Regions from separate parts of the Sus scrofa genome. Here region 2 is linked to region 1. A link is a contact called in public HiChIP or PLAC-seq data. All regions are on one chromosome and are shown on one strand. Each heading gives the region's core, a stretch centred on a gene start, on an enhancer-like site or on the middle of the called end of the contact. The rest is flanking DNA. Distances are from core to core; before and after follow the strand shown. Region 1 has its middle 34 kb from the start of SLC39A10. Region 2 has its middle 7.4 kb from the start of DNAH7.

Region 1 (3,564 bases), core at 494-2,993:
TTTCTTTCATCTTGAGCAAAAAGGAAGACAGTGAAATAAAAGGATCATCATTATAAATCAAAAATCTATTCCAAATTTGTAGAGATGGTAAAACCAAGAACTTAGCTTCAATTAATTTTAAATTTGGTTTTGTCTGGAGAAAGCTAAGTATTATTCCTGTCATCATTTCTCTTCTATGCTTCTTACTTTCTAATTATCCAAATATGTTTCATGATTTTGACAAAACAAAGGCTGACATTCTAGTTGGCTAATAAAACAGTACGAGAGCAGGAGAGTCTGTGTTTTTTGACTATAAATGGAAACACATCCCAAGAATCTGCCAATTACCATTGAGCAGAACCAGAATTTAGTCTTACTTGAGAGGTTGTATCAACCAGATCTTCTAAAAGACAAGTTTTTTAGTTTAGGTCTGTGGGCTTACAGATTTCTGTTCCAATAGTTTTCTTTATCATTAAAGAGAAGCAATTAACAACATAATGCTTGAATCAACAGAGTACTTCTAGGTCTCATTTGCCTCACAATTTCTTTTATTAAAGCTGATTTCCTTTTTAGAGCAAAACTCACATATCTAACTTACTTTGATTCTTCAAAAAATGGATTTATATTATGCTGCTTCCACAACTTACACTTTCTAAGCCATATTTCGAGCTTCACAACATATAAGGAATATAAAGCATTCACATACCTGCCGATATTCTCACTATCACCCTTTCCTATCTTCAGATTCTCACTTCTGACCTATGATAAATATGAATCCTCACACAGATACACATTCTCACATATGCTTATGAATGATAAACACAAATGTAGCAGATAAGCAAAACCAAAGCAAAATTTCCAACATACAAATTCATCCATTATCTATTTTTTTCATATTTCTATCAAGAGCTTGCAAGTTTACTTAAATAATATATGCTCTTAGTTCCCTAAATCTGATTTGCTTATACAAAAAGAGGCATATCTGCAGCAGTTCACTTAACTGATGGGCAAGTCGAACAGTCAGACCCAAGGGAGCTCCAGGAGTCACCAGAGCACCCTCCCTTGAAATGAACTTGTTCAAACCAATTTCAGTCTTTTCTGTTGTTTACTAAAGCTTCACATTTATTGAACAAATCTGATTAATATAACCAGAATCATATATACCCTCCTCCCATTTTTCAACATAGAAAGACTCCATTCCTGAAAAAAAAATTTTGTCAAAGAAAGTTGGAATGGATACTAGGCAGAAAAAAACAAGTAAGATCCACCGTAGTCCAGCCCTTTGGCTTCCCAATATGCTTATATCTCCTCCTTGAGTCAGTTGCTGACTATCAAAACAGATTTTTTGCTAACAATCTTGACCCCTTTGAAGGCCCAATTTTCCTCCAGAGAAAAGATGTCTACAGCTTTTGCATTGGAATTAATAAAAGCCACTCAAGCAGCAACAACAACCCATTCCACATGTTACTCTAATTCCTGCCAATTTGCCAATGTACAGAGGACAGAGGCCACTGTGCAGTGGAAATAGTAATAACAGAAGGAAGGGTCAAAGGAATGTAAATCAGCCTTAGGCCCATGCCAGCTTATGCCAAAAACTTTACATTAAAAAAAAAAAAAAAAATTTTGTTCAAAAAGAGTTTAAGGCAAAAAAAGAGGAGAAGGGTAGAGGTACCCTTCTCCACAGAACAACATTTGTACCTTGACCGATCCCACACAGTACACAGAGGAAATGGCAGCCAAGTGTTTTTCAGCAGATTATGCCCCACCTACATATTACCCAGCAGGGGGAGCCTTAACTGAAGGAAAAAATGGCATGAGGTGGTAGCTGAACAGACTTATTTTTCTCTCTCTCTCTTTCACACACACACACACACACACAGATATACACACACCATAAACACACACAAGTCCTATAATTTCACATGCCATCATGTATATGCAGTGTAGCATAAACTCAAACTTAGAAGACTGAAAGTGCTAGCGTTGGCCCTGCCCTGTTACTCCAAGTAAGTTACTTAACACTCACTGGGCCTCAGCTTCCTACTCTCTTAAAAGAGGCAACTGGACCAGATAATATTTTAAAAGCTTCGTAGCTCTAACCATTTCTATGGTTCAAAGAGCTATCCAGGACACTCTTTGCCAAAGGAATTGCAACATTTCTCTTAAAAGAACTCTGAATCTAACCTTAAAAAAAAAAGTCTGAAGCATATTTTAATCTGTGAATACTCTAAATTAATGTTTAATATACCTCCCTTTTTTTAAAAAAAGTGCTTATTGGAAGTTCCCATCGTGGCTCAGTAGAAACAAATCCAACTAGTATCCATGAGGATGTGGGTTCGATCCCTGGCCTTGCTTAGTGTGTCGAGGATACAGTTGCCATAAACTGTGGTGTAGGTCACAGATGCGGCTTGGATCCCTGCTTGTTGTGGCTGTGGCTGTGGCATAGGCCAGCAACTATAGCTCCCATTGGACCCTCAGCCTGGGAACTTCCATATGCCAGGGGTGCAGCCCTAAAAAGCAAAAAATAAAAAATAAATAAATTTTTTAAAGTGCTTCTTGTCCTTCAAGCAAAAGAAACATCCATTGTCTGGCCCTCTTCAAGGCACAGTACATCTCTAACTTCCAACCTTGGCATGGCACTTTTTTCCCTTTTCCTATTGTAAGAGCTCTCTAAAGTCTTGTCTACAGAATAATGAAGAAAACATCACTGTCTGCAAGACTGCTTGTCACCTCTGAATATACTCTGTCAACATGCTGCCACTTCATCTTGTTTAGACTCATCGACTGCTTTGTAGAAGGACACCAATGTCCACATCTATCTCCTTGAGACAGGCAGAAAAATGAATTCTTTTTCCTGTCTCAAAAAGAGCTGACAAGCTTTTAGTAGTGTTTATCTTCACTGAAGGGTGATAACCTTGAAAATGAAAGTTAAAAGAGACTGATACAATTAAGTACATAGTCTTCTCCAATCTATATTACTGTTAGTTTTCTTCTATAGTTTAATATGTCAAAGTTTTCTATTGTCCATATTGATTTTTTAAATTTAAAGTTAATTTTATTTACAGAATGCAAGTGCATCATGCTTGACCCTTTTGTAAAACTGTAATCCCTCTTAAGCCTAAAATGAGTTAAAAATTAGTTCCTTTAATATTTTCCATCCTTTCAACTACTTTTCCCATATAATCTGTGTCATATTTTATTTTCCTTTGCATTTGTTCACCTCATGTTATGTCATATGCAGTCTTGGGGTTTTTTAAAAATAATTTTCCGTGATTATAAGGCAAAATCTTAGCATTCTAATTGTTTACATTGGATTGACTCAGGGACAGTAACAGATGGATTTTAACAATTTCATTAATAATTTGTTGCTATAGACTGAATGTTTGTGTCCACACCCCCAAAAAATATACATGTTGAAATTCTAACCCCCAATGTGATGGTATGAGGAGGTGGGGCCTTTTGGAGGTGATTCACTCATGGGGTCTAGCCCTCATAAATGGGATTAGTGACCTAGACTGTGCCCACTACTAGGGTTCATCCAGACATGGATATATCTGGCAAGATGGTAGCTTGGTCCTCCAGAGA
Region 2 (3,564 bases), core at 562-3,061, 440 kb after region 1:
AAGAGAAGAAATCTGGGAACAGAAACTGTTTACCTCAGTTAATCAAATACGAAAGACCACATGGAGAACAGAAATTGACTTGCTGATATTTTGGTTCCCTCAGTGTCAAGGTCAGTTGCACTTATGATCTTATGTTTTCTTTGACAGTTCCAGGCATTTTTTTTTTTTTGCTAAAATGATTTTTTTTTAGACATGAACCAAATGCTTGCTTAAGGATTTTATGCCCAAATTTCTGCTGACTCTAAGGGAATCTTTTATGAGACAATATTTTATTTGCCTTTAAAATATAAGTTTATGCAGCTGAGTTCTGAGTTATGTTTTTATTTGTCACCACTTAATTTTTTTACCTTCAGTTTTTGAAACTATAGCATGTGTAGAAGGAAGGAGTACTGGTGTGAGTTACACATGCTCCTTTTGAGGTGGTATGGCAACTTTTTATGATTGAAGGGCACAGTATAAGGTTGAGAAAATAGAACGTACAACTTAGAGTCCAGAATATAGTGTTCTTTTCTCTGCCCATGACTTTCTCTCTTTGTGAACCTGGACTCATCTTCATTGTCCTTATTTACTCAGTCAACAAATATTTCTTGAACACCTGCTGTGGGCCAGGCATTATTCTAGGCATGCAAGAGACAGGGAAAGCCAAGACCTCAGCTCCTGTTCAAATAAAAAGAAACAGAGAACTAGTGAGAAAAAAGGACATTATTTAATTTTTTATTTCCGATGATGAAAAGTTGAAGAAAATCAAACCGGGCAATGAGAGAGAGGGCAGTCAAAGAAATTCTCTCTGAGGAGAAGACTTTTGAGCTGAGACTGGAATGACAAAAAGAAACCAGCCTTTCAAAGATGTCGAGAATGAGTTTCCCAGGAAATGGGCAAGCTTGGATGTGAGAATGAACTTGACACATTCAAGGACTTGAAGAAGGCCGGGAACCCAGTGAGGAAGGATCTCATTTTAATCAGGTGGAGAAACTATGATTTGAAATGGGGCAAGAGGGGAAGCAAGAATGCCAATTAGGAGCCTCCAAGGGACTGTTCAGGAAGTAACAATGGTGGCTTGAACTTGGGGAAAGTAATGAAGATGGAGAGAAGGGGACAAATCAGGGAAATATTTTGGAGAAAAACCAGATAGGACTTGCTGGTGGACAAGATGTAAGGGATGAGAATAGGATGAAATGACTGTTGGGTTTTTTCTTTTGTCTGAGCTATTTGGTGGATGGTAGTACTTTTCACTGAAATGGAGAAAGTGAGGGTTGGGGCACATTATGGAAGGTGCAAGAAAATAAAAACTTGGTTTTCAAACATGTGAAGTTTGAGATTTCTATTATATTTCCAAGTGAGACATTGAGGGGACTGAAAACTATTCAGCACTAGATATAGCTCAGATCAAGGAACAGATTAGAACCACATCCATAGGTAGATGGTAACTGAAGCCATGAGTTTTAGATGAAATTGAGTGAAAGAGAGTAAATAGAAACAAAAAGAAAGGTGGTCCAAGGTTCAGGCCCCAAGGCTCTCACATTCTCTTTCTGGAAACTAGAATTTCAAAAATTACATATTTTGTCAACCCTTTAACAAATAGTTATGCAAGTACAAATTTAGGGTTACAACAGATAGCTTAGAAAAGAAAGAATCCTATGACGTTTGGTTGACAATTCATGTATGCAGTATTTGTTTGTGAAATTACAGAGCTATATATGGACCAGTTCCCCTAAAAACAAGTCACGATGCTGTTTTATTACCACACCTTGACCTTTGACTAATCACAAACAGATCTGGAAAAACACAGGTTTCTTTGTTTCTTGTTCATGGTTTCTTTGAACACTAGAGGGAGATATTATACACCTGCAAATCAGAGGGGAAAAAAAGACTTCTTTTCCCCTATAAAAGTATTCATTTACCACAGGTTCATAGAATATTTAAAATTAATACATTAACAATCATCAAGAAATTAGTCATGTGCTAACAAATAAATTACACGTTTGGAAAGTAACCTGATTTCTTTGTTGAACCAGGTTTTACTAAAAGGCTATTTTGTATATGCTTATGATATGCTATATTTTCAGGTGATGCTTGAATCATTTTTCTTCTGGACTATGTGAAGCAATAAAAAAAAATCAGTCCATTTTTATTTGGAGAAACATCAGTTCTTCCTCCCCAGGAATTCTGGTAATATGCTCACTGTAAGCCAAAGAGTCAAAAGCTTTGACTCTCGACCTTATGTCTATGGACTTTGGGAACGTGCTGTACTTCATCACGTTCAGCGTTTTTCAGGTGGCTTAAAGGTCACTGGCACTGACTTCGCTCTGGACTTTTTATTTGCTCAATAAAATGCTCTTAGACTTTGCTAGGTAATCGCATAGATATGCAGTGTTTTCATGATTGCTTGGGGCAGCTAGAAAACTTTCTCTTTATTTACTTTGGTAATCTTTCCAAAGAACATACTGTAAAGTGTCCTCTTTTCCTGATCAAAGGTTGAGTATAAGCCCAATCCAACAATTCTTAGCCTGCCAAATACTTTATTTGACCTTGTAACTAATTTAATAAGTCCTGTTTTCTGTAACTTCAACACCAAAATGCTTCTGGTAATTGAAGGAGGAAAGATATGATTTCTGTCTCTAGGGAAGGAGTATAGTGTAGTAAAAGAGGCTGTTTTCTGGAATCAAAGCTAGTATGAATCCTGACTTTGGATGGATGTTAACTAAACATATTGTGATGATCATGTAACAATATATACATATACCAAATCATTCTATTGTACAACTTAAAACGAATACAGTGTTATATGACAATTGTATCTAAAAAAAAAAAAAAAAAAAAAAAATCCAGACCTTGTCTGTACTGGTTGAAGGATAACAAATTGCTTTGCATTCCTGAAGTACTATTTTCTTTTCTCAAAACTGGAATCACAACGTTTTAGAACTGCTTTGGGGCCTGATTCAGATACTGTAAGGAAAGCTTAGCTCTTAGTAAAAAGTAGGCATTGCAACTTCCCTGGGCCTTCCTCTTTACTTTTATGTGAAAGGCTTTCTAAAATAACCCTATAAATCATTTGTTCATGGATTGTGTCAAGTGCTGGTGACGTGTACAGAATGTGACCTGGGCCACATGGCAGCTGCATTGCCCTGTGCTCTACATGACCAGGACAGATATAGGACCTTTCCAAGTGATCAACCACTCATAAATACGGGCTTGTGGGCTGGAAGAGGAGTGGGGTGGCCCTGAAAATCTGGGGTGGATTGTTAAGGAATGACTTGTCTTTTCCCTCCGCAAAGGTAAATTCCACCCCCTCACCCTCTCATAAAGATCCAGTTCAAATCCTCCTTTTTGCAAGAGGTATTCCCACTTTTCCAAACACCTAAAGTGCTTATCCAGTTCAGCCATCTGGCCACTCATGTCTTGCATTGCTGCTTAACCTTTCCATCTACATGTGTCTCCCAAACCAGGTAGGTTCTTATAAGGCATGGTTGCCACTATGTCATATTCATAGTGCTTCACCATAACACATTTCACAGTGTTCTAGGTGAAGCAGGCTGTATTTGGATGTATTTCCTTGTTAGCTTT

What was found. HiChIP or PLAC-seq counts read pairs in DNA pulled down with a chosen protein or histone mark.
Region 2: an H3K27ac HiChIP or PLAC-seq map of alveolar macrophages shows a contact between it and region 1. The contact joins two enhancer-like sites. A contact is called at or near these places in 1 of 47 Hi-C or Micro-C datasets (embryonic fibroblasts) and 1 of 2 datasets of contacts at active chromatin or transcription factors (alveolar macrophages).

What each region holds. Positions count from the first base shown.
Region 1 is chr15:99,549,083-99,552,646 of Sscrofa11.1, forward strand. No RefSeq gene overlaps it. Among named protein-coding and RNA genes, the nearest start is that of SLC39A10, 34 kb to the right of the region's middle. Within about 2 kb of position 1,744, at least 11 of the 83 cell types and tissues checked have an H3K27ac peak or open chromatin away from gene starts, as enhancers often do. A contact at or near this core is called in alveolar macrophages, where this site is marked.
Region 2 is chr15:99,992,935-99,996,498 of Sscrofa11.1, forward strand. No RefSeq gene overlaps it. Among named protein-coding and RNA genes, the nearest start is that of DNAH7, 7.4 kb to the left of the region's middle. Within about 2 kb of position 1,812, at least 13 of the 83 cell types and tissues checked have an H3K27ac peak or open chromatin away from gene starts, as enhancers often do. A contact at or near this core is called in alveolar macrophages, where this site is marked.